7 separate regions of the Mus musculus genome follow, and all the other regions are linked to region 2. Evidence: chromatin contacts called from public Hi-C, HiCAR-type, HiChIP or PLAC-seq, Micro-C and promoter capture Hi-C data. All regions are on one chromosome and are shown on one strand. Each heading gives the region's core, a stretch centred on a gene start, on an enhancer-like site or on the middle of the called end of the contact. The rest is flanking DNA. Distances are from core to core; before and after follow the strand shown. Region 1 holds the start of Sdc3 (syndecan 3). Region 2 holds the start of Fabp3 (fatty acid binding protein 3, muscle and heart). Region 3 holds the start of Spocd1 (SPOC domain-containing protein 1). Region 4 has its middle 25 kb from the start of Pum1. Region 5 overlaps Pum1 (pumilio RNA-binding family member 1). Region 6 holds the start of Ptp4a2 (protein tyrosine phosphatase 4a2). Region 7 holds the start of Pum1 (pumilio RNA-binding family member 1).

What was found. Promoter capture Hi-C pulls out the DNA fragments that hold promoters and counts their contacts. Hi-C and Micro-C count contacts between places; a contact is called where the count stands out from the background. HiCAR-type assays count read pairs that join an accessible place to other places. HiChIP or PLAC-seq counts read pairs in DNA pulled down with a chosen protein or histone mark.
Region 1: a contact with region 2 is called in a promoter capture Hi-C map of liver, with 6 times the contacts expected there. The contact joins the promoter of Sdc3 here to the promoter of Fabp3 in region 2. A contact is called at or near these places in 4 of 39 promoter capture datasets (embryonic stem cells, hippocampal neurons, liver and 1 more), 1 of 484 Hi-C or Micro-C datasets (nephron progenitors), 10 of 115 datasets of contacts at active chromatin or transcription factors (cardiomyocytes, differentiating embryonic stem cells, embryonic basal ganglia and 4 more) and 1 of 9 other capture datasets (embryonic stem cells).
Region 3: a contact with region 2 is called in an HNF4G HiChIP or PLAC-seq map of pancreatic cancer cells. The contact joins the promoter of Spocd1 here to the promoter of Fabp3 in region 2. A contact is called at or near these places in 1 of 115 datasets of contacts at active chromatin or transcription factors (pancreatic cancer cells) and 1 of 9 other capture datasets (embryonic stem cells).
Region 4: an H3K27ac HiChIP or PLAC-seq map of embryonic stem cells shows a contact between it and region 2, with 2.1 times the contacts expected there. The contact joins the enhancer-like site here to the promoter of Fabp3 in region 2. A contact is called at or near these places in 4 of 484 Hi-C or Micro-C datasets (bone marrow-derived macrophages and embryonic stem cells), 16 of 115 datasets of contacts at active chromatin or transcription factors (astrocytes, differentiating embryonic stem cells, embryonic basal ganglia and 5 more) and 1 of 9 other capture datasets (macrophages).
Region 5: a HiCAR-type map of astrocytes shows a contact between it and region 2, with 2.7 times the contacts expected there. The contact joins the enhancer-like site here to the promoter of Fabp3 in region 2. A contact is called at or near these places in 7 of 39 promoter capture datasets (cranial neural crest, frontonasal cranial neural crest, hippocampal neurons and 4 more), 1 of 484 Hi-C or Micro-C datasets (bone marrow-derived macrophages), 5 of 115 datasets of contacts at active chromatin or transcription factors (astrocytes, embryonic stem cells, extraembryonic endoderm stem cells and 1 more) and 2 of 9 other capture datasets (embryonic stem cells and pancreatic islet).
Region 6: a Hi-C map of cortical neurons shows a contact between it and region 2, with 2.2 times the contacts expected there. The contact joins the promoter of Ptp4a2 here to the promoter of Fabp3 in region 2. A contact is called at or near these places in 2 of 39 promoter capture datasets (cranial neural crest and hippocampal neurons), 1 of 484 Hi-C or Micro-C datasets (cortical neurons) and 6 of 115 datasets of contacts at active chromatin or transcription factors (embryonic stem cells, extraembryonic endoderm stem cells, microglia and 2 more).
Region 7: a Micro-C map of embryonic stem cells shows a contact between it and region 2, with 2.4 times the contacts expected there. The contact joins the promoter of Pum1 here to the promoter of Fabp3 in region 2. A contact is called at or near these places in 10 of 39 promoter capture datasets (the 3T3-L1 cell line, HPC-7-derived erythroid cells, cranial neural crest and 6 more), 1 of 15 datasets of contacts at CTCF or cohesin (the NIH/3T3 cell line), 4 of 484 Hi-C or Micro-C datasets (the G1E-ER4 cell line, bone marrow-derived macrophages and embryonic stem cells), 26 of 115 datasets of contacts at active chromatin or transcription factors (T-cell acute lymphoblastic leukemia, astrocytes, bone marrow-derived macrophages and 15 more) and 1 of 9 other capture datasets (embryonic stem cells).

The regions. Positions count from the first base shown.
Region 1 is chr4:130,790,685-130,794,172 of GRCm38.p6, reverse strand. It overlaps Sdc3 (syndecan 3), which reads right to left and starts at 1,636. Exons shown (of 5, transcript NM_011520.3): 1 at 1,371-1,636. The coding sequence starts at 1,502.
Region 2 is chr4:130,306,580-130,310,203 of GRCm38.p6, reverse strand. Fabp3 (fatty acid binding protein 3, muscle and heart) reads right to left here and starts at 1,466. Exons shown (of 4, transcript NM_010174.2): 1 at 1,354-1,466. The coding sequence starts at 1,426. Gm10570 (a long non-coding RNA gene) reads left to right here and starts at 2,499. Exons shown (of 4, transcript XR_868203.3): 1 at 2,499-2,581; 2 at 2,720-2,884.
Region 3 is chr4:129,927,046-129,930,384 of GRCm38.p6, reverse strand. It overlaps Spocd1 (SPOC domain-containing protein 1), which reads right to left and starts at 1,618. Exons shown (of 15, transcript XM_017320505.1): 1 at 1,587-1,618; 2 at 182-1,136. The coding sequence starts at 1,588.
Region 4 is chr4:130,636,986-130,640,553 of GRCm38.p6, reverse strand. No RefSeq gene overlaps it. Among named protein-coding and RNA genes, the nearest start is that of Pum1, 25 kb to the left of the region's middle. Within about 2 kb of position 2,298, at least 68 of the 459 cell types and tissues checked have an H3K27ac peak or open chromatin away from gene starts, as enhancers often do. A contact at or near this core is called in differentiating embryonic stem cells and embryonic stem cells, where this site is marked.
Region 5 is chr4:130,743,821-130,747,598 of GRCm38.p6, reverse strand. It overlaps Pum1 (pumilio RNA-binding family member 1), which reads right to left. Exons shown (of 22, transcript NM_030722.3): 10 at 470-621. Among named protein-coding and RNA genes, the nearest start is that of Snord85, 3.9 kb to the left of the region's middle. Within about 2 kb of position 1,873, at least 63 of the 459 cell types and tissues checked have an H3K27ac peak or open chromatin away from gene starts, as enhancers often do. A contact at or near this core is called in astrocytes, hippocampal neurons and pancreatic islet, where this site is marked.
Region 6 is chr4:129,818,899-129,822,344 of GRCm38.p6, reverse strand. It overlaps Ptp4a2 (protein tyrosine phosphatase 4a2), which reads right to left and starts at 1,866. Exons shown (of 6, transcript NM_008974.4): 1 at 1,744-1,866.
Region 7 is chr4:130,661,663-130,665,244 of GRCm38.p6, reverse strand. Pum1 (pumilio RNA-binding family member 1) reads right to left here and starts at 1,924. Exons shown (of 22, transcript NM_030722.3): 1 at 1,778-1,924.

The sequences.
Region 1 (3,488 bases), core at 387-2,886, 480 kb before region 2:
CTCAAGACCTCACTGTGATTGGGTGGTGGTCTTCACTGGACTTTGAAACCAGATCTTTGATGTCAAGGGTAATTTTCTATAATGCTGCTGAAAAGCAGTTCCCACTGCCAGTGTGGGTAGTGCTGCCTTTTGCTCAGGAACCTCTCCCCTCACCCCATCAGGAAAAAAAGGAAAAAGAAGAAGAAGAAGAAGAAGAAGAAGAAGAAGAAGAAGAAGAAGAAGAAGAAGAAGAAGAAGAAGAAGAAGAAGAAGAAGAAGAAGAAGAAGAAGGAGAAGAAGAAGAAGAAGAAGAAGAAGAAGAAGAAGAAGAAGAAGAAGAAGAAGAAGAAGAAGAGAGAGAGAGAGAAGAAGAAGAAAAGAAAAGAAAAGAAAAGAAAAGAAAAGAAAAGAAAAAAAGGGCAAGGCATGAACCGACCACCAGGTACTATCTTGGGGTCCCCTCCCCAAAGCTAACAGTTGTCAGGGCAGCTCAGAGTCTTGCCTGCCTCCCTACAATCTGGCCACCTTGCTTAGGAGAGAAGGGGCGTGCCGGCCAGCCTGGGCTCTGGTGGTCATCTGAGTGGGTAGGGACAGCCATTGCTCCTGGAGTCAGCCACATGGGGGTAGGACCTAGAACTCCCCAGCTCACTCAGCCCACATTTAGACACCTGTCAACTCAGAACTCACTTGGGAGCTGGGTTCCTCAGAGCAGGGACCCGGCTCATCCACCTGCAGGACCGACCCTCTTCCTCCCGTTCTGCTAGTGAAACCAGAACCAAGTTCAATCCCTTAGCTACTTCGGTTTCTCAAAGGGACAGTCAGGGGTCACCTGGTACCCACCTCTGATGGCACACACACCCATGTCTTCTGGGGTGGGAGCTGAGCCAGGTCCACCATCGCTACACACCTGCACACACATACGTGTGCTTTCACACAGGTCCATGGGTCAAAGCACACACCCCCTCACCCACAGTCACACAGCCTTGGCCATGGTGGAACACAGCGTGCAGAATGGGTCACCCTAGTGTGGAGCGGGATGCGGATGCCATCCAGCCATATGGACAGAGCCTCTCCCGTGCCCACACCCACAGGTGCCCACGCACCCTTCTTAGAAGCAGACACACACACACAGGGTCACCCTCATTCACCCTCGCGGGTCACCTTCATCGACCCACCCCCTCCTCCTCCAATGCCCCCAAGGCCCTGCAGGCAGCTTGGGATGGAGTGGGGGTGGGGAGAAGGCGACCCCAGCGGATACCGGACGCACACGCTTCCCGGCGGGGAGGGGACCCCATGAGACCGGGACACACCCAGCGCGGCACGCGCGACGAGGGGACACGCAAAGACACGCGGGGTACACGCTGGGGACCCTCTTGGGGCCCATCACTCACCCCCGCGGCGCGGCCGGCCAGCAGCAGCAGCAGCAGCGGTGGCAGCAACAGCCCGCGGGCCCCGGGCGCATGGGTGGCGGTGTCCACGCGCTGCCCCTGTGCGGTCCCGCGGCGCGGCGGCCCGGGCTTCATGGCGGCCTTTGTTCGCGGCGCGGGCTGCGCGGGACCTGCGCTCGGCTCCTCGGCCGCCGGCTCCGCCTCGCTCGTTCGTTCGCTCGCTCGCGGCTCCGCGCCCACAGCGGCCGCGCCCGCAGGAAGCGTCGCCGCCGCCGCCGCCACCGCCGCCGCCCCCCGCGCAGGCGGGGCGAGCAGGAGGGCGGGGCCGCGGCGACACCGGCACGCGACACCGCCCCCGGCCTCAGTTTCCCCCCGCGCAGGGGGGGGGGGGCGAGGGGCGTTGACGTCTGCCCCCCTACTGTGGATCCGCGAAGCACGCCGTGTGCGAGCCGCGGGAGAACCTGCTCTTCCAGACAGCACCCCGGGTCTCTCTGCTCCCAGTAGGGTGGTGTCAGAGGACCCCGACTCGGGGTTCCCCCTGGTCCTCCTGAGCTTCTCCTTGGCCTGTTTGTCTGAGAGACACAGGCCCCTAGCCACCCTGAGTTCAGGAAGCAGGGGCTTGGGTCAGCTACAGGCACGCATGGCGAACACCAGCACGCGTCTGCTGCTCACACGCTGGTGAAGTCTCCAGTTTCCCATTCACAGGGGCTCAGTTGCACTAAGGGGTCTCCGGGGAGGCTGGTAAGGGTAGGCGTTGGTTAGTTGGCATGTGAGCTGAGCAGGACACCCTTTGATGTCCCTGCAATCGGCACTATCCATTTGATGGCCATGTGTCCTTGGAAAGAAACCCAGAGCATGAAGCTCCGCACCATATAAGGCAGAGTGTGAGATGGGTTCCCCAGAGGGAGTGAGAGGCTGGGGCATCACAGGTATGCAAGGCTTGCCTAGCTAACCTCGGTAGACATCCTGGGGGGGGGGGGGCGTCCACTCTGTGGCTTACAGATCGCTGAGAACGAGCCAAGCCTGAGTAGTAGCTGCCTGTAACCCCAGTACTCATGACTTAGGAGGCTGAGGCAGAGGGATCTCAAAGCCTGGGCTACATACTGAGTCTCTGTATTTTCAAATATAAGAGGGGAGGGAGAGCTGGTGAGAGATACAGCATACTACTTAAAGATGTAAGTGACTAGTTCCCGGTACCCACACCAGGCTAGACACAACGCCCTGTGACTCCAGCTTCAGAGGATCTAATACCTTTAGCCTCCAAGGACACCTGCATTAATGTGCAGAGGTGTGACACGCATGCCCGCGTGTGCACACATACACACGAATAATAAAAATAAATCCTTTAAAAATGATAAAAATAAATGTTGACACTTTTTTTTTAAGGAAGATGGACTTTCAGGCTGACCTTGAACTTGTGATGTAGCTGAGTATGACCTTGAACATCTATTCCTACTACCTCCATCACATCCAATTTGTGCTGTGCTAAGAACCGAACCCAGAGCTTTGTGCAGAAGGGCATGTGCTCCACCAACTGAGCTACATCCCCAGGCCCTCACAAAGAGTCTTTTAAATCAATCCCATTCGATGCGTTTTGGCATTTGAAGCTAAGATGCCTTGAAGAATACAACATGAAAAGATTGACCTGCCTAGGAATCAGGAACTGGCTTTATCACTAGCATAGCCAGGAGCTGAGGGACTCTAGCTTTGGGTTAAGCAAGTGCTTGGGTTCAAATCCTGGTTCTGACAACCATGGGCTCTGGTACTTGTTTGTACAACTTCACCTCTCTGAGCCTATTCCCCAATGTCTGATGGAAATGAAGACCATATGGGCTTCACTTATTCATTCAACAAACATATTGAATGCCTTGTGTGTACCAGGTCAGGGGACAGGCTGGGAAGCTTTTGTGAGCTCTTCCTTTTCGTGTACTGGGAGTTCAATCAATGTGGTTGGGACTGGTTCTGAGGTGCTCTCAAAGGTTTAGCTGGGCCGGGCGGTGGTGGTGCACGCCTTTAATCCCACCACTTGGGAGGCAGAGGCAGGCAGATTTCTGAGTTCAAGGCCAGTCTGGTGTACAAAGTGAATTTCAGGACAGCTAGGGATATACCGAGAAACCCGTC
Region 2 (3,624 bases), core at 217-2,716:
GACCAGGATGATATAGCCAGGGACTCCGCAGGTAGAGGTCTTTATCTAAGCTCAAGGCAAGAAAGGAAGGGCTGGGGCCGTCTTGGATAAGTGGTTCATGTGACATTCCCCACTGTTGAAATGGGAAGAACTCTAGGTAGTTCTGGGTTCTCAACTATTTGGAAGGCCGAGATGGCAGGTTACAAGATCAAAGCCAACCTGGGGAAGTTAGTGAGAACCTGTTACACAGAGTAAAAAGAGGGTGTGTGTGTGTGTGTGTGTGAGTGGGGAGTATAACTCAGCAGTAGGGGGCATGCACAAGGCTCTAGTTCAGTCTTCAAAAAGAAATCCTGGGCTTTCCTATGAGGCGATGAGCTCATGTGTCCCAAGCTGTCTTCCTATTAAGTAAATCATGGGACTCTTCCTTTCTTTTTTTTTTCAAGACATGGTTTCTCTGTGTAGTCCTGGCTGTCCTGGAATTCTCTCTGTATAGACCAGGCCTAGAACTCGGGAGATTCACCTGCCTCTGCTTCCCAGAGTGCTGGTTAAAGGCGTTGTGTCACCGCCCACACCACACAATTTCCCCAGCCCCAAGCCACACTCTCCCTTCATAGCTCTTCACCTTTCTTCTGACACCCTCTGCTCGATCCCAGGCTTTCTTCACCCTATCCCCAGCACTGATCCGGTGGCCGACTGGTGCGGCCGGGAAGCCTATGTGTAGTGGTCGTCTTGCCCTGCTCTAGCAGCAGCGTCTCCGACTGATCCCAGGGGTGGCTGCACACACTGTAGGTGAAGGTCAGGCTGGTGAGAACCAGGGCATCTTCCAGAGAGAGGCCTCTTCACTACCCCAACATGGAGGGGTAGGGCTTGTTGCTGACTGCCTGGCTGTATCTTCACCTCTTCCCAGATGGAATTCACTGATTTTCTTTAGTCTTCCTCCAGGCTCTGTACACTCCTATCTGCTCTATTCCCTTTCGGAATTCAATTTCTGGACCACCATGCTCCTCTTTGCCTTCTCCTGCGGCCAGCCTCCCGCCCTTCTTTCCCTCCCCTTTCCACCTCCGGATCACCTACACTGCTTCCTAGAAAGCCTCCCATCCCGGACCTCTGCGGCCACAGCTGCCTCTACCCTTCCCCTCCAGCTACGAGGCTCGCCAAGCTTGGACCGCGACACCCCCCTCCCAGGAGGCCGGGGTGGGGTGGGGTGGAGTGGAGTGGCTTCAGCCCAGGCCACCCTCCGCACCTCAGTATTCCCTGTCTGGACTGGCTAGGAGCTTGCGGGAGGCACATGGGGGCACTCCCCCTGGGAGCTCAGCGCCAAGACCGCCTTGCCGGCCCTCCTGACCCTAGATCCTGCGCCGTTCGTTCGCTCACCGAGTGACTTCATGTAGTCATCAAAATTCTTGCTGTCCACTAGCTTCCAGGTACCGACAAAGGCGTCCGCCATGGTGCGATGAGTGAGGAGGCGAGCAGGCACTGAGAACCGCAGCTCCCGGCTGGACAGCCTCTTTAAATAGCCCTCGCATCACATGATGAAAGTGGCCCACACCCCTCGCTCCCGAAATAGGAAGCCGGGGCTTGCACTCCCGCAAAGGGCTGGGGCCCATCCCCCACAGCCCTCCCGTCGCCTACGTCAGCGGCGCCCGCGGTCCTGTTGGTGCCATCTAACCCATCCCTGGCCTGGCTGCGGGGCGCTTCCCGCAACCCAAGTAGAGCATCCCCCGGCCATACTGAAAGGAAACTCGCCCTTGAGCTGGTGCCACGCTGGAGAAACGCCGCTTGATCCTTCTGCCGCCTTGTTTTTTAATTCGCTGTGGTTTTATTCTTATATTGTGTATGCTCGTGTAGGCGTACTTATGGGGAAGGGGTGGGAGACTGGGGCGTTCGTTGTAACTCGCGGGAGTCCCTTCTCTGCTTCCACCGTGTGGGTCCCACGTATCAAACTGGGGTTGTCAAGGCTTGACAGCAAGGGCCTTTACCCAAAAACCCATCTCAACGGTCCTATGTCCTCTTCTTGTAGAAGAGGCTCAGAGGCTCGGAGAGGAATGACGCGGTCGCCGTAAGTAAAAAAGAATTGGAGCCTGGACAGAGAGCATGGTCTAGTGGCCTTTGAGCCCTCTTGCTCCTACCAGACAAGTGGAAAAGAGTTGCCTTGGACACCGCGGATGGCTGAGCTGCCCAGCGCCTCACCTGCTGGCGGAGAACGTGACCTTGCTTCCCTCATGCTAGCCCCACACGTGCTAGCCCCTCCCTGCGGAATGTCTCCCGCCTGCGCCTTTCTCCGCAGTCCCACCCGTCGCCGCTGCCTGAAAGCGCTTCAGGCTTTATTTACTGACCTCTGAGCTTGTGCCAGGGTCGTTCTTCACTCCGCGAAGACAATTTGTCTATTCAGAGGGTTCTTCCGGCCTCGGCCACCTTAACTCCCGGAAAGCCGCGACCCTCTGCTGAAGTCAGTTTTTTCCCCTGACTTCTGCCACTAGACTGCTTGTCACCTTAAAGTACGTTATTAAATAAGACCCGACTATTGATGGTTGTAGCCTACTTCAGGGCATGGTCACACTCAACTTTTTCGTTGGTAGGTGGTATCATCCCCTTTTTACAGGTGAGTAAGGGAACCTCAGTGGAGCCTATTCCTTAGTTCAGCAGTTTCTGTTTAATTATTACCAAGTCAGCATCTCAATGTGTAGCAGGGGTTGACCTTGAACTAAAGATTCTCCTGCCTCTGTCTCCTGGGTTACAGCTGTGTGCCGCTGCTCTGGCTTGAGCCAACAGTTAATACGGCACCTGCACCTGGAGGCAAGAGATTCCTGAGTTGGGGGCCAGTCTGAGCCAAGGCAAGATACTCTCTCAAAGTAAGCTCCTGGTTTGTGCGGGCCCTGCTTTGGAGAAGTCCACATGGATCAAGGTACAGGCTAAAGTACTCCCTCTGGGAGTGACTCTAGGAGGGACCTGTCCTGACTTGGGGATTCAGAGGAAGAGGGACATAAATGAATTTCTGAGCTCTCTACACGGGACGGAGTGGTAAGCACAGAACTTTGGCCTCTAGAAGGTTGTGCAGGGTAGTCATTCCGGAACGGTTACCAGAGCTCTGGAGCCTGACCAGTATACCTGCAGTGTGGTGAGGCCTCCTTCCTGGGCCTCTGTCCCCGTGGAAGTTCCTTTCTCCCACCCATGGGCTGTTCTGGGAAGGAGGCCAGTGAGGAAAAGTCCTCTCACCCCTGTCTTGATTCCTTTGGAGAGTCTAGTTGCCAAAAGGCTGAGAGGTCCAATTCTGCCAAAGCTACAGGGACGGGCCTCAGGGCTGGGCCTGGAGCCCTGGTGACCTCAGCGATAGAGCAGGTGCCAAGGGAGGGAGGGCATGGGATGGTTTCTGATTCAAGGTCACAGGCTTTAGGCAAGGAGCCTCTTCTCTCAAAGCCTGAGAGGCCTGAGACCCAGGGACCAGAGCAGTCTGCTTACATGGAGTGTGGAATGTAGTGCTGGAGATCTGGGGCTGGCGGACAGCTGCTGGCAAAAAGATCTGTGTTCTAGACCCGATCACAGCTATACTAGCCATGCCATGTGGTCTTGAGCAGTTCACTTAAGTCACTTGGAATCAGTTTCATCTTTGAAATGGGAGATATTTGGAAATCATTAGAGAAAATA
Region 3 (3,339 bases), core at 369-2,868, 380 kb after region 2:
GCTTGGGGGATGCGGTTTAGTCATAGAGTGTCTGTTTAGCGTGTGTGAGGCCCTGGGTTCAGTCCCCAACAAACCAAACAGAACAAGTCCGAGAGAAGACGCTCAATAAGAGACACTGGAGTTTACTTCTGTTAAGTGCCACACCCAGCCATCCTACCCTAAACTATCAGCTTCAACTTACCAGTCTGGGAAAATCCTTTTTACTGGCTCCCTCTGCGTGATCCTGGCTTGAGTCATCTGGACTTGTCCAAGGCCGCTTCTTCACATGTGTAGGTCTTCTCTGCTCTAGGGGTGCACCATCGAGCCCACCCAAGGGCTCTGGGGAGCTAGCACAGGAATTGGCTGGGGCAGAAAGTCCTTGTTCCAGCTCCATCCTGGACCCTGACTGGGCCTTGTCCTCTGGCCCCACCGGGTCAGGTGGAGTGCCAGGGCTGCCAACCACAAACGCGGGCTGTACTTCCTGCTGATCTGTAGAATCCTCAGTCAGCACCTCTGGGTACAGTGCTGGACTCTGAAGAGGCTCCTGGGTGACCAGACTAAGGGGCTCGCCTCCAAAGAGCCCTGGGAATTCAAAAAGGTGATCAAGGCTGTCTGGCGCAACCCCATCCTTAGAAAAGAGCATGTTTTCAACCTCGGTTTCTACAGCACATTCCACCCAACTTCCACCTGGCTCTCCAGGCTCAGTGTCCTTAGAAGAAAGAAGCCTTGGGGGACCTGCAAAGGCCTCTGGAGAAGCACACTCGGGAGGGTCCCCATCTGGTCTTTGACCAAACCTCAGGGAAAAACCTGACTTTTCCTCCTCCTGGGGACAGATTCCACACTTCCTGCATTTCCTTCGGAAAGGGGGCAGGACTGGAGATGGGGGCGGGCCCTTTGCACTGAGCCCCTCTTTGCTGAGTGTAGGATCCTCTGGGGAAACCATTCCTTCGACAGTGGTGGCTTGTCTAAAGCTGGGGCTGCTGGCCTCTTCCATTCCTGCTGGCCCCTCTGTACAGACCAGTACTCTATCTGGGAAGTCCAGTGATGTACCACAAAGACTTCTGGAGCTTCCAGTAGCCAAGAAGTCACACAGAGAGTCCTGGAACCTAGACAATGTCCTCTGTCCACCAGCCCTGGCTAAAAACTTGTCAACAGGCCTATGTGGAAAAGAGGGAGGTCTCAGGGAAAGCCTGACTGGGTAGTCCTCCCCGGCTTGCCAACTCACCTCCTAGACATGCTCCCTCCCCCGACCCCCACTCCTCGCACTAGTCTGCAGAAGGGAAGCTATCCAGATAGGGCCACTCCTCTGAGCTTCCCAAGAGCTTTTTTACCCTTTAAGCTTTCTGCTTAAATGAAAAAGGGTAAAAGTCACTACTTATCAGTGACACTGTGAAATGAGGTATCTCGCTTCACCCTAGCTGGTTCAGAGACTGCCCAAAAGCACACAGAGAGCAGAAAAGAGGAGATTCTCCCAGAAATGCAAAAGCCAGCTCCACACGGAGCAGAAATCTCAGCCCTATCTATACCCCACTCCTATAAACAGGACTCTGAATCAAGCCAGTCCCTGAACGCACTAGGACCTCCGACCTAAAGCTCCAACCGCTTACATCTGAGCTGCTACAGCTCCTTCTCCTTCTACTCCTGGGGGGCCGGGGGGGGGGGTTGAGGGAAGAAGCACGTGATGCGGAGAAGATGGTCCTGGATCCAAGGGGTGGGAGGCAGGACCTGGTGGTGCCCAGCAACGGCTCCCTAGGGGTGCTGGCGTTCTTGTCCAGCAGGAGGCGCTCGCTCCCTGCCGAGGGCTTCTGGGAGGAGGTGCCAATCATTCTGCCTCCACGCGACCGGGCGGGGTGCGGGGTGCGTGGGCAAAGGAATCGCAGACCCCCCGGATGCCGAAAGCTGCCTAAGATTGTAAACAGAGTGGAGGAGGTGTCTGAAACCCCTGGGGATTGTTAAACTCAAATCTGATTATTTTTCCTAATTAGATATTTTAATATTGTCTGGCATACAATATATCTAGACACACATGTGCCTTCTAGTCGAATAGAACGTCAAGAAATAGAAAAGTTTAAACTTCCTCTCATTTCTCAACCCTCTACTCTGTGGAACTTTGGGGTTTTTCTTTGTGGTCGATTTTGTTTGCCTGATTTCATAGCTATGGGTGACACTCCCATGCACATATCACTTGGCTCTTAAAATTTAAAAACCAAGTGATATGGCACTTAATAATCCATTAATCTATTAATTATTTATATTTATTGTTAATAGTATAATTAGTTGTTGATTATATATATTATAATTTATGATTAATTAGTTATTGATCCCACATGTGGTGACTTTATTTACTATTCTTTCCCCCCTCCACCCAGTTTTTAGTTTTTGAATATTTTTTAATTTTTAAAAATTGAATGTATTGGGCATGGTGGCCCATACCTTTAATCCCAGCACTCGGGAGGCAGAGGCAAGCGGATTTCTGAGTTCCAGGCCAGCCTCGTCTACAAAGTGAGTTCCAGAACAGCCAGGGCTATACAAGAGAAACCCTGTCTCAAAAAAAAAACGACAAATAAATAAATAAATAAATAAATAAATAAATAAATAAATAAATAGGAGGAGGAGGGAGAAGGAAGGGAAAGAGAGAGAGACAGAGAGAGAGAGAGAGAGAGAGAGAGAGAGAGAGAGAGAGAGAGAGAGAGAGAGAGAGAAGCAAAGTAAAATGTGAAGTCTGCCCAGCACCACCCTCTGCCTTTGAATTCAGAGGCCAGCCTGGGTGTATAAGACCCTGCCCCGAATTAAATAGATACAACAAATAAAATACCAGTTGCAAGGGATTCTGGGAAGCCACTTCCACCTCACCTCTTCCCAAGAGAGCAGGAAGGCACACTGGAATGGGAGAATGGAAGCAATATTTGAAAATATCTTTCATCTAATTAATATGTCAATTGCTTTCTCTCTCTTATGAATTTTGATTTGATTTGGCCTCATGAATCTCAGACTGGCCTAGAAATCAGTAAGTAACCAATGGGAGCCTTAATCTTCTCACTTCCAGGGTGCTGGGATCACAGGTGTGGACTACCACAGTGGTTTATGCCATGCTAGGGATGGAGCTAGGGTTTCGGGCATGGTGGGTAACCACTCTGCCCATTGAGCCACATCTCCAGGCCCTCAGTGGGTATTTTTAAATATCAGTCATGTGTTAAAAATACCCCATGTCCGTGGGGTATTTTTAAATCTCACATTACTATTGTGGATTTATGTGTCTAAATTCCTGCTTTAGATATTTCAAAACCACTTTTTAAGAAGCATTCGAAAAATACTTTTTTTTTTAAAGTATGGAACTCAAGGATAATGTTTGTCTTAAAA
Region 4 (3,568 bases), core at 1,049-3,548, 330 kb before region 2:
CAGAAAGCTCAGCCTGGGCTCCTGGCTCTGTACCCATGCCAACCTCTGGGCCTCCCAGTTTCTCCTCCAGTTCATGTTTTGCCACCTCTCCCTGAGCCCCCCAAGGCGTCTCAGTCTCCTCATCAGGACTGTCCTCTTCCCCCTCCAGGACAACCTGCCCTCCCTCACACCCCGTGCCACTGGGCTTTTCCAGCCGGGTGAGGCTTTCCCCCTCCCTCGGACTTACTTAAACTCTCTGCAAGACTTGGGACAGGCCCCAAAGGCCAAGATCACCTTGTGATTAAATTGCCATTGTCTCCATTAAGAACAAAGATAGAGTACGCAGGGGTGGAGGTGGGGCGGGGGTGGGGCTGCCTGTAATTCCAGCATTTAGGAGGCCTTGGCAAGATCAAGGTCATCCTTGGTTCAGTGTGAGGTCAGCTTGACTACCTAAGACCCTGTCTCAAAAACAAAAAACAACACAACACCACAGGACACAGCACAATACAACGACAACCAAACCTGTTAAAGCCCTGCAACATTTCAGAAGAGTCCTTGTAGAGTGTGTGTTTAGTACCTGTGAAGTCCTGGGATGTTTAACCCCTAACACTGTAGAACAGGAGAGAAAAGTATTTTGGGAATCAGATAATGGAGCTCAATTGGTCTTGTACTTGGCGGAGCACACACAAGGCCATGGGCTGATCCCCAGTTCTGAATAAGCCAGGTATGGTGACACATGCCTACACTCACAGCTCTTGGTAGTTGGAGAAAAAGACTATCAAAAGTTTAAGATCATCTCTGGCGAGTAGAGTCTGGGGACAAGCTGGGCTAAATGAGAAACACACAGGCACACACACGTGCACACACGTGTATACACACATACACAGAGCCAAGCTTCATGAGCATATGTGTTTTAAACACTTACCTTTATTTTACTTGCCTGTGTGTTTATCTGTGCACCACTAATGTGCCTAGATAGGTTTGTCTTTAATCCCAGCGTTTGGGAGGCACAGGCAGTCAGATCTCTATGAGTTCAAAACCAGCCCGCTTTACGTAAATTCAGTGGGAGATCATCTTGGCCAGAGGGCCACATGCCTTTAATCCCAGCCCTCCAGAGGCAGAGCCAGCTTGGTCTACAGAGCAAGTTCCAGGCCAGGTAGTTGCTTTCCTTGCCTTTCTCCCCCAGCCAAGTTCTTGAAGTTAATCTAGGCAGTGGGTGAGTGAATACTTTTGCTGGAGATGAATCTGGGCTTCACATCTGCCAACCGAGTGTGAGGCCTCTGAGCTACCCCATCCAAACTCCCCTCATCAGAGGAAAGTGAGAGCCCCAGCTAGGTCCTTGGGAGTCTTTCTGCCAAATCTAGAGGGCCTTCGTGGGGCCAGGTGGACTTTTTGCTCAAGGTGTGGTTCATAAAGTCCTTTCCCATAACAGCAGAGGAACAAACTAGCTCCTGTCCTGGCCTCTGATGCAGCCACCCTTGCAAGGGAGCCAGGCCTAAGCCTCACCCTATACCATGCCTTCTCTGTGATAAATGGCCAAGGGAACGAGGGGCCTCAAGGGACAAGCACAGTCACACATGGGTCTCTTCCTAAAGCCAAATACTACAGGCGTCTTGGAACCCAGAGGAAGAACAAACTGTCAGCAGAGGTATGTAGCTCTCCCCTCCCCTGAGCTGTTGCCAAGTGCCTCTGTGCACACACACACACACACACACACGCACACACGCACACACGCACACACGCACACACGCACACACGCACACACGCAGGATCGCCTTAAGTGCAGACCCTGCCATGCCCTGTATGGATCTTGGCTACTACGGGGGTTGGCAGTTCACATGGGGGACAAGCTAGGACTTTGCCTCTTTCCTAACTATTCCCAACTTTTAATTTACTAATGTATTAATTTATTTATTAAGAGGTGTGAGGCCGGGCATGGTGGCGCATGCCTTTAATCCCAGCACTTGGGAGGCAGAGGCAGGCAGATTTCTCAGTTCGAGGCCAGCCTGGTCTACAGAGTGAGTTCCAGGACAGCCAGGGCTATGCAGAGAAACCCTGTCTCAAAAAACCCAAAAAGAAAAGAAAAAAAAAAAAGGTGTGATGAGTGTGCAACATGTGTGTTTGCAGGTTTAATGTAAAGTATAAGGAGGCCAGAGGTCGAAGCCAGTATGTAGACCTGGCTGGGCCTTGAACTTACAGTAATCCTCCTGCCTCTGCTTTCTGAATGCAGGGATTAGTTTTGCTTCCTTGAGACAGGCTATACTGGTCAGGCTGTCCTCAGATTCCTGGCCTCAGGTGACTCATCTGCTTCCCCAGTGGCTGGAGTGATTGGTGCATTCCACTATGCCCAGCCCTTCTGTGCTCTGTTTTCCTTGTTCTTGTTATTGTGTGTGATGCTTCGGATCAAACTCAAGGCCTCTCTAGAGGATACCCAGGGAAGCTCAAGTTGTCATCCGGTGAATTTGTTTTCATTTGCTTGTTTTGGGAATTGTGTTAAAAATCACATTATTTATTTATTTATTTATTTAGTCTTGTTCTGGGGTGTGTGTGTGTGTGCACACACACAGGAGCACATGCAGGCTTGACAGTGTAGGTCAAAGGACAACTTGCACGATTCCCTTCTCTCCTTCCATCACGTGGCTTCCAAGGCATCAGTTTCCAGGGCACCTTTAAATGCTGAGTCACCTCACCTGCTCCATTTGTGTTTGACATAGGATTAGTCTAGGCCATGCAGCCTTTGAACTTCCCAGCCTCCTGCCTGAGCCTCCTGAGTGTTGGAACTGCAAGCCTGTGCCCAGAAGCCTAGCTCTGAGTTTATATTAATAAACACTGGGCTTCTTTGAGGTAGATCGCTTACCTAAGCTGTGGCTCCCACAACCTTCATCTGTCTTTGAACCTGCATCATGTGACTTTAGCTTTATTGTTTTGTTTTTCCCCTCTCTATGGAACACTTTAGTCTTTTTTTTTTTTTTTTTTTTTTTTTTTTGGTTTTTCGAGACAGGGTTTCTCTGTGTAGCCCTGGCTGTCCTGGAACTCACTTTGTAGACCAGGCTGGCCTCGAACTCAGAAATCCGCCTGCCTCTGCCTCCCAAGTGCTGGGATTAAAGGTGTGAGCCATCGGGCTGGTGAGATGGCTCAGCGGGTAAGAGCACTGACTGCTCTTCCAAAGGCCCTGAGTTCAAATCCCAGCAACCACATGGTGGCTCACAACCATCTGCAATGATATCCGATGCTCCGATGCCCTCTTCTGGTGTGTCTGAAGACAGCTACAGTGTACCTACATATAACAATAAATAAATCTTTAAAAAAAAAAAAAAAAAAAAAAAAAGGTGTGAGCCATCACGCCCGGCCACTTTAGTCTTTTACATTATAGTTGGGTTTTCATCCCGAGGAACCCATCAACTTATCAAGTTTGCTTTTGAGATGTGGTCTCATTATGTAGTCCTGGCTGGCCTGGACTTACCTGTGTGGACCAAGATGGTTCCAGAACCTTTAGCCTTCTTCCTGCCTTCCCAATAGTGTGTGCCACTTCACCAAGATCTCCTGTGATAAACCTATTATCTTCTTGAACTTTGATGCCTGAAGGTTT
Region 5 (3,778 bases), core at 624-3,123, 440 kb before region 2:
ATGTCATTAAGTGTTTGCTGCCCAAGGATGTGACCCAGAACCAGCACGCTATGGTCATGGACTTATCCCAGTGTCAGCAACGGAGAGACAGAGGAATCCTGGCTCACTGGCTGGATAGCCCAGCCTAATTGGTGAGTGCCAGGTATGGGTGAGAGATATTTGTCTCAACAAACAAGGTGGCTGGCTCCTGAAGAATGACACCCAGAGGCTAATAACAACAATAATGTATCCGCTAATGAGCACTGGAACAAGTATGTGACCGTGTACACAGGAACTCAGCATTTTATGATGAAGAGCAACATCATCTGACAGACTGACAGACAAACACACACATACATACACACACACAGGAACCCTGTGTTTATGAAGACATCAACATCAGTTGTGAGTCGCTTGCACACAGATGCACTCACTGGTCTGTCACTAGCACACATCACACCACGCCCACCCTCACAGGCTCTCCTGTTACCTGCTGCTGTCCCTGCTGGGCCTGCGGAGCGCTCTGCTGAGTAGCAGAGTTTGTAGCTGCTGCAGCTGCAGCTGCCTGCTGCTGGAAGAGACTGGCAGGGTAGACACCCCATGGCGTGACTCCATAATATTGGTGAGGGACCACAGCTGGGCCTAGAGGGAACCAGAGAAAAGAGAAGTTTTACAAGTGTGATCTTAGGATTATTCAGATCTTAAAAGGTGAGACCCCAAAAAAAATATTAAAGAACATAAAGATTTGTGCTAGGCAATATTTATGAGAGAGGAGAGAGGGACTGAGCTACTGACTGTATTTGATGCTCTTCTGAAGCCAGGCTGCACTACAGCCAGACATATATGGGTAAAGTGAGAAAACTACTGAAAAGAGAGGCTGGGAGGGGAACTGAAGGAATAGGGCTTAAAAACAGGAGAAACTGCGAGATCTGTTTGTCAGACAAGGCCGTGCTATGTAGCCTAGTCTGACTTCAAACTAGAGCTGCTCCTTCCTTAGCCTCCCAAGTGCTGGATTATAGACATGAAACAGCATATCCAGCCAGAAGTCATGTTTACCCCATGAGAAAGAAAAGATGCATGGTAGACATCAGACAAAGTTTGCTGTGAAAGAGGAATACATAGAAAGTGCATGAGTTTAAACAGAAAGGACAAGAACAAATTTCAGCTGTGTTCTGCCTTCACCAGTCATCTGAGGACTAGCTGAGGCTACCAAGCCCCTGCATCACTAACCCCAGAAGCAATCTATGACCCTTCACATAACTGGACCTCCACACACAATTTCAAAAATCTTTGACTATTTTGTCCATGTTTAAAGTCAGAAGGTTATTCAATACAACAAGCACAGCACACACTCACACATTGTTATATCAAGTCTCACATTTCAAGCTGACTGCTACTGACAAAAGCACAGCGCACCTTAACCCTGACTCACCAGAGCTACTGACCACAGCACAGAAACTCAACACTCTGCTCCAGGTCAACAGTTCACCTTCTCTGCTGAGAAGGGACAGCTCAACGTCCGCCACACAAGGCAAAGCTGCAGATCTGAACATAATAAGGTAGCTTGGAGAGAAGCCAGTGGGGTCAAAGTCTAGATCAAAATTTGATGCTGAAGTTGGTACCAAAAAAAACAAAAAAAAAGATGTGAATCCACCCTCAAGACAGTGTCATGACTTAAAGAGTAAATAGTTTGAGTACATTTTACATATTTAAAAGAACTTACACAAGAAGGAAAAAGAAGAAACTGTTCAAAGACAGCTCCTGGAATCTGGTGAAATATGCCTTCTTTCTCGGTCCCAGCACAAGGCTAAGCACGTGCAGCATGACTAACAGTGAGCAGCCTTGCATTTAGGCTCCAAGCTGTTCCAAATAGTACAGTTGTGCTGGCAGAGGAGCTGCTTCTCATTAAATAAAAATAAACCAGCACACACTGGCAAGGTTCTACACCACAAGGCAGACTGCATCACTGCCTAATCATAAGCTCCATCTAGGTGGGTGCTGTTTGATGCCTATGGCTTACCATGACCAAGAATGCCCACTGTGTTGCTGAGGAAATGTGTTACAATACGGACCATCTTCTTATAGTGAGAATATGGACTAAAGTGCCTTGATGACTTTTCAGAACCTTAAACAATTCAAAAGCCTGGTCTCCAAGTTAAAGAAAATGACAGTCTCCAAACTCACCTGACAAGTGCCCACAGACAGTAAGGTAAAAAAGCCACAAGGGGGGAGGGGAGAAAGAAACCTAAGGAAACTGTCCCACTGCCTGGGTTTCTTGTTCATACAGCAGGTATGCCAGGTTAAGGGTGTGGCCTTTTGGCCTTTAAGAAGATGGGTGTGATTCTGCAAGGACAGCACCTTAAACACTTACACTCAGCCATCAAATCTTTGAGCTGGTACTTCTACTACTTGGACCTTGGTCATGTGGTCGAAATTAAACACCCCAGAGTGCTTAGCTGAAACTGGCTAATCAGAACCCCTGGTTCAATTTCTGTGTTAACAAAAATCCTTCCTTCCGTGGTCTGGGTAGTTAATGTCTCTTGTTATCTGGCAGACTATTTAAATCATCTTTAGTCTAGGTGATATGCAAACCACCTATCATCTCATCAACTACACATTCATCATCCTGATGATCAAAAACTCAGAGAAACTAGCACTAAGGGCAGTGCATAGCACTCAGGTGTGGCAAATGTTAGTGGGAGCCAGGCAAGGTCACACTACTGACAGGGCTGTGCTGTCTAGCTCCCAAAGGCAAGTAGGCTGCCATGCCATCATAATCAGGGAAACCACTGTGGAGATAATCTACATCACTGAGAACCACACTCCAGTCACTGAAATCTTACACTAAAACTGGTTGAAAAGAGTGTAACTTACACAGGTGTACACCCCAACAGTTTCAGAGGTTGTTTGCTGCCTTTGTTCTCATATTGAAATGAAGCCACTTAACATTTATGGCCCCTCTGAGACAACAACTGTGCTACACAGATTTAAAAAAGAAAGGTACCTGACTTTGGGGGAAAAAAAAACATTCAAAAGTTCAGGGAAGGAAAAGACAACTGAATCCATTCACAAGCAAATAAAAGTTGTCAGTAACAGAGACACAAGAAATGATCCAAAATAAAATCAGGTCATGCCAGGCACAAAGAGTGATTACTATCTGGAGGCAGAGGCCCAAGCTGGTACAGTAAGGAACCTGAAATCAGACAGGACTGACTGTGGTGTACTGTGAGAGCCAATGTGACTATTAAAGAATAAAAGAGCAGTGCATTGGTAAGCTCTGCACACAAGTCATCGAGAGAGGATGCCAGCTCAGCCAATCTTAGAATCCTGACACTAGAGCTTTGTAGTGCTAATCCCAAGGACCAACCATCGTCCCCTCAGGCTCTGATGAGCTCTAAGTGAGAATAACAGAACCACGCCACATTTCAGAGCAGGGAGAAGAGAAATCCAAGAGAGAAGTGTTAAGACTTGTGCTCAAAAGCTATGCAATTTAGAGGACTGGAGAAAGGGAAAGCCACAAGCAACGAGAAGGTAAGGAAACAGTGAGCTCCTATGGAACCAAAAGAAAAGCTGAGCAAATCCCCTGCACTATCAACAAGCAATTCTGTGGACGAAAGCTACTGTGGGACAGAATAAGTGACCACCTTATTTTCCTAGGCAGAACAGGACAATAGCTAAGCAGAGAAATATGACTAACAAGGGACTGGCACTAAAACCAGGAGGCATTGTTGGAGACATGGCTTTGGCAGAGTAGAAAGAAGGCATGCCCGTTTCAAAGGACTTTTCTAGCAGGTGAGCA
Region 6 (3,446 bases), core at 617-3,116, 490 kb after region 2:
CCACAAATGTCAGGCCAGCAGTTAAGTTCCAGGCCAGGCTACAGGATGAGACCTGACCTCAAAAGAACTATGATAGATAACTTCATATTGAATTTTGTTGTAATTCTATACCCACTATCACAAAGAACCACCTTTTTTTTTAACTTTCCTTATTCCCAACATTTTTTTGTAGTAGTGTCACTAGGAATTAAACTGAGTTCTTCTTTGTACGAGGCAGTGCTCTACGGCAGAGCTATCCTCAGATCCCTTTTACTATTTTGAACACCCCCCCTCCTTTTTTTTTTTTTTTTTACTATTTTGAGATTTAGGCCTCACAAAGTTTCACAAACTGCCCCTGAAACCTTCCATCCTCTGGCCTCTGATGCCCGAGGAGCTGAGATCACAGACCTCTGCCACCAGGCTCAGTTTTACTCACTTATTTCCAATTACCTTCTATGATTACATCATTAAACAGAAAATCTTTATCAACAGTTCATCTCAAATCCCCAACTCAGCCTACTTATATACCTATACCTTTAACACTTGGGAGAGACTTGAGGCAGGAAGATCAGAGTTCAAAGCCAACCTGTTATGAAGCATTTGAGATGATACCAAATCAAGAACCTATTTGGAACTTCTAAAAGTCCAATAAAACAAATGAAACAAAAGAACTTCTTCTGCATCCCCCATAGAAAAAGTCCATTAACAATTCTTTCCGATCATCCGATCCAAAACTAAGAGTGTCAGGATCAAAAAACGAAGCTCTGATAATGTGAGTTCTTCTATAGTCTTAGTTTCCTCTTGCACACTAACAAGGCTCAACTTCTCTCACTTCCTGTCTGAAACAGCTCAGTAACACAGAGCGGGGAAGCAAGTAAATACCATATACTAATCCAGCAATAGCGACTCCAAACTGAAACATTTGCTGAATGCCTACAATGACGCTAGATTAGTCACTTTATACTTCGTGACAAATCCAAGGGCAGAAACTAAACTATGGCACTTTATCGATATTTATGACCGTTTCTTAGGCGCTTTTCTGCAGAAGGATACGAGAGAGTCACAGATAAAAGATACCGCGGCTTACCTCATTAAATAGCCTTGACCTCAACACTGAGCATTTGCCAAAAAAAAAAAAGTTTACGCTTCCGAATACTTTACCGGCTAAAACTCAGACTCCGGGACAAGAGTCAAGCTTGGATGGTTAGCGCTGGGAAATGGGGGTGGGGAGGATGGCAAAGACATCTCTGGAAATTCATAAATTTACAATACATTTTTACGAAAAGGGGAAAGAACGCCAGAGATCAGCGTCACGGGAGACTCAGACCCTTTTCTCTTACTTGACTGCAACTCAGGGATCCCACGCTTGAGTGAATTAAGTCCCTGGACGCGAAGGGTTCCCTATCAACACAAAGACCAAGGGGCCTCCAGGATGCCTGTGCTCACGCGCCGGACAAACGCAGGCGCACCCCTGCACACCACCTAGTCCGCCACGCTCCTCCTCGTCCCCACTCGCTCTCACCACACCTTCGCCCCCACAAGGACACATGCTGCCCGCACACGCACCTTCTCCCGCATTCTTCTACGCTCTCTCGCTCTCTCGCTCGCTCACCCCACCTCGAGCCGCGCTCCCCGCCCCTGGCCCGGCCCGGCCCTCCTTCCGGGGACGTGTCTCGGGCCTGCTCTAATGGCAGCGGCGCCTCCCGCCCTCCCCTGCCCGAGGCCCGGGCGCCGCGCGGGGCCGCCCGGGAGGGGCGCACTCACGCTGGCAAGCTGGGGACTGGGCATTGAAGGCCGGCGGAGGCGGGAGCGAGGAGGCGCCTCTCTCCTCAGTCACCTCGGCGGCGGCGGCGGCGGCGGGAGCGGCGGCGGCGGCGGCGACGACTCCCCCCCAGCCTCGGCGCGCGACACCCGGCCCGGCCCGGCGGCGGCGGCGGCGGCGCGTGTCCACGAGTCCGTCTTGCTGCTGCTACTGTTGCTGCCGCGACCGCCGCTGTGTTCCCCCCCCGCTGCCGCCGCTGCCCCCGCTACCGCCGCTGCCCGCTGGCGTCGCCTCGCGCCGTGCCCGGCCGCTGCTGCCGCTCCAGCCGCTCCCGGACGAACGACGGTTACAGCCCGGCCGATCGCGCCGCCGCCACCACCGCTGCGCGCGCAGCCGGACCAGCTCCCGCCGCCGCCCCTCAGGGGGCGCTGCGGGGCGCGGCGCGCGCGGCGCAGCCACGCCCTCGGAACCGATGATTGGCTGCCGGCGGCTCGCGGCGGTTGGCCCCACCCACTCTGCCTACAGAGCTTTGACCCACTGCCCTGGGCGCCTCCCGCGCTCCGCCTCCGCGTGGCTTGCTGCGCTCGGCACTGGGGGCGACGGAAGGCGTATACATGTGACCGGCGCGGGGTGGGGGTAGCGGGGTGACGAACGTGGCTGAGGGAAGCGCCCGCCCACTCTGCGACTCGCCCATCCGCACCTGGGTCTAAGTTAGCGCCTCTGGCCACCCAGTGACCCGCAAGGTCGCGGGCGGATTCCGGATCCCGGGAGGCGCCTCGAGCCAGATCCCGCTGGGTCTGGGACTGGGACTGGGCGGCAACCGGGGCCTGAGCTCGGGGATTTCCAGCTCAGAAGTGGGGAACCGAGTACCTTATACTTGGCTGTCCTTCCTGGAGGCCTCGAACATCTCTGCGAAGTCTCTCTGCCCTGCTCCCCAGACCTCTATCGGGCAAGCAACACACAGACTCTTTAGATACGGAAATGCAGAATTAAGGAAAAAGTTTTTTCCTAGGTATTCTCAACTATTAAGCGGAATACTGTCTTCACAGCACAGATACTCTTCAATACTTAAATAAAGTATGAAGAATGGGCGTGATTAAAAAAAAAAGTCTGGCGGTGGTGGCCTATGCCTTTAAACCCAGTTCAAGGCCAGCCTGGTCTACAGAAAGAAAGCACCTCTAGAATTGGAACTGGGAATAGAACTCTGGGAAAAGCTTGCCTTGCATGTGAGGCCCTAAATTCAACTCTTGGGAGCCTCAAAAAAAAAAAAAAGTTTGAGTTGGATTTTAACAGTTTTGAAGATTATCTTAGAGATTCTCTAATGGAAGGAGGTTTTTTGTGTTGTGTTGTTTTGTTTTGTTTTTGTTTGCCTTTTGCTTTTGAAACCTGGCCAGAAGTTATAAGCCAGTTCATGCATCTTGATTTCTTGTTTGGAAAATGTGGTTACCCGGTGAGTTGGGAGGCTGGTTTGGGCTATTGCCAAGTGGAACAGGAAAAGGCTCTGGAGGCTGGCCTGAGAAGTGGGTTAGATTTCCCCAAGATGGGAGTGGGCAGAAAAGTGTATACTCACTATCCCGCACGGAACCCTCGCCCACCCAGGATTGACACTTACAAGGAAATGAGAATGCCCCTGGAGCTATCGCTCCCCAGTGTGTTCATCCTGCCCTTGCCCTGTGAGGAAATGCAGTGGTCAGTGGTCATTAGC
Region 7 (3,582 bases), core at 675-3,174, 350 kb before region 2:
TGTCACCTAAGTACCAGAAAACAAGAAACTGATGGTACCTTTTAGGGTCTCTCAACACTCACTAAGAAATTATGTGCAGTATTTAAAATTTGATTTTTTTAAGCAAATGACCTATCGTTTAGAAACAAATATTTTAAGCAATGCAATGAAGTAGCAAGCCTAGTCTAGTACTTCCTAGCTTTCACACTGTCAAGATCACAGTGGAGTTTGTTTTTACTTTTTCTTTTTAATATCACTAATAGTACTTTTCTTTAAACAAAACAGCATGGTTTAATCTATCTCCATTCACTAAGATGCTCAGGGCTGATAGGTGTTTATTTTTACTACACTGAACAAACCTTCTGTGGACATAAATTTATCTTAAAGCAGTTCACAGACTCAAACTAAACAAATCCCAACTTCAAAAAGCTGTGGCCTTAGACAAGATGAACTCAAGCGTGGAAAGACAAAATACTAGAAGTTCAGAATCCAGTATTTCCAAACCTTCAGATAAAGATCCGCAGCCCCTAGTGTTTTACAAAGTTACAATGAGCAAAGGGTCAAAATGGTTTACTAAAAACCCTGAAGGAAGCTGCTTATCTTAAAAGGAGAGCCACATTAGTAACTTTTACACCAAAGCAAACAGCTCAAGCTACAATCCTACCTTCAGAAGTAACTGGCTTTAAAAACTGAACGCCCAAAAGCCCTCATAAATCATCTTAATAATCCCAGTAATTAATGGGGTGAGCAAAATGATCAAGTGTAACGAAGCGTTATCGTAATTTGCACAATGAAAACGAACAATCCTTCAAAGTTATGGTGGGGATAAAGCCTTCTCTGGTCATCTATGTGGGAGTTCCTCGCGATGTGGGAGGGGAGCTCTTGGGAAGAGGGGTGAGCTTCACTGGAGAAAAGTTACTGGAGTGTTCCTCCCTTAACGTGGGAGTGGTACTGACGAGTCAAACAAATGACCCATGTTTACCCACCGCGTTCGTGAGGACCGAAACTGTAGCACTGTGTAGCTATCTACATGTTTGTCCTACTACCTGCTGAAAGCCCCTTGGAGAGGGAAGCACACCAACACAGGGAGGATCAGAGAGGAAGAACACCCCCTCCTCAAGGGGGAGGAAAACACACACAAGCTCTCACAGAAACAAAAGGCCACAAGGAACCCAGGCGCTTAAAAAGCGATCCGAAACTTCCTGATGGTCACCTCTCCATATTTCAAGGCTTGCAAGATCGCCCACTCCCCCACCACCATGGGGGGCTCGCCCGAGGACCGTGGCCCACCGCCCGCTTTCTAAAGCCTTGTATTGTTCCTCCCTCGGCGCTGCCACGGAAGCTCCAGCCAAGTCCAAGGAGCCCGCGGGACCACAGAATCTCCACTCCGCGGCCACAAGAGAGGACCTGGGGCTGCTCAGATCCATCCAAAAAATAAATAAATAAATGCAGGGGAGGAAGGAAAAAAAAAAAAAAAGAAGCCGAGCCGAACGGCAACACCAACCTCTAGGGACTCCCGGCAGGGCCGAACGGAGGCACGGAGCCGCCGGCAGCCGCGGGCGAGCCGGGCCCCGGCCGCGGCCCGCTCCCCACCCCCTCCTCGCGGATAACAATAGGGCCTCGCTGCCGCCTCCCAAACACGTACGAGCGGAGCGAGCGCGGTGCCTCCGCCAGGCCCGGCGGCGTCTCTAAGCCCTTTCTCGCCCCGCCAACCGCTGCCAAACGCCAATACGAGAGGCGCATCGGCTCGCTGGGGGTTCGGAGCACGGTTTGGGGCCACCGGGGCGCGGATACTCACGGGCGGAGCGGTAGGATGAAGATGGATTCCGGCCCCCCGATCTTCGCTCGCCGGCGCTCTCGCTCCCCCTTACCTTTCACTCCGACAACATGGCGGCCCACTGGGGACTGGGCTGACGCGGTGCATCATGGGAGCGGCGCCGGCGCCGGCCCCAGCTCCGGCGGTGGCAGCGGCGTGTGCGGAGCGGGCGGGCGGGCGGGCGGCTCTGGAACAGGTTGCCCGGTTGCCATGCCAACGGCAGGGCCTGTGTGAACTCGGGGAAACTCGCAGGCCACACAACCGCTGTGCCCGCCCGCTGGGGCGAGCGCGCGCCGCCGCCGCGGAGGGAGCGGGGTGGGAGGCACGGGAGCGCGCACGGAGTGCCCGGGCTGCCGTGGGGGGGAGGGGACGCCAACCTGGGGCTGTGCCTGAACCTTGGCACAGCCTGGCCAGTGTCTGGGTTCGAACCCCTTCTAGCCCTCTGGCTCCTGGCCTTTTTGCATCTTTTCCTGCCTCGTTTCCCCAGTGTAACATACAAAAGAAAAGAGCAACAGAACGACCATGCTGATGGAGGGCAGGACCTCAACCTAATTTGCAGGATCTGGAGCGCAATGACAATGGCAGGACCCTTGTTCAAAGGTCATTAGAAATATCAAGATGGAAACTAAGCAAATTAAGCTGAGAACTAGAAGCCAGAGGTGTTTGCAAGCACTCCATTTCAGTTGATTGGTTGGTTGGTTTAAAGATGCATTTGTATGTGATTACACTGTCCTACCTTCAGACATACCAGAAGAGGGTGTCAGATCCCATTACAGATGGTTGTAAGCCACCATGTGGTTGCTGGGAATTGAACTCAGTACCTCTGGAAGAGCAGTCAGTGCTCTTAACCAATGAGCCCTCTCTCCAGCCCTGGTTTGGTTTTTATTGTGACAGGGTCTTTTGTTGTAGCTCTGGCTGGGCTGCTCTCTAACCTACTGAAATCCACCTGTCTCTGCCTTCAAGAACCGTTCAATTTTTTTTTTTTTTTTTTTTTTTTTTTTTAGGTTTTTTAGGCTTTTTAAATTCTTTTTGATTTTTCAAGACAGAGTTTCTCTGTGTAGCCCTGGCTGTTCTGGAACTCCCATTGTAAACCAGGCTGGCCTCAGAACTCACAGAGATATCCCCACCTCTGCCTCCTGAGTATTGGGATTAACAGCCTATGCCACCACCACCTCGCTTTTTTTTTTATTTCTGTTTTTGAGATAGGGTGTCATAGAGCCAGGCTGCCCTCAAACTCACTGTGTAGCTAAGGATTACCTTGACCCCCTGAGCCTACTTCCATACCTTCCTTCTGTTACTACAGACATACCAAATGTAGGACTTCACATATGCCAGGCAACACCCTACCAAACAACTGAGCTACATCCCCCCCCACCAGGTCTCGATATTCAAACTCAAGAACATACTCTATTCAGAAAGCCAGCTTGTAACCAGACCTGAAATTCCTTAACTGAACCTTCATTTCCCACACTGCTAACAATGCTTTGTGAAATCAAGTAGATAATGCATTTAGCTCCATCAGGCCAAGGCCCTGGACAGTACTGAATAGCCATAGTATGCAAGCACACAGGAGGAAGAAAGATGACAGATATGAGAAAATTACACCTTTTAGCTTCTTACCAGACAACTCTGGGCTCCATGCTTTCGTCCTGAGAGCCATAGTTAATTCTTTACTTTCTTTTTTTTTTTTTTTTTTTTTTTGTTTGTCTGGTTGGTTGATTCAGTTTGGTTTTTTTGGTTTCTCAGGACAGGGTTTCTCAGTAAAGACCTGGCTGTCCTAGAACTTG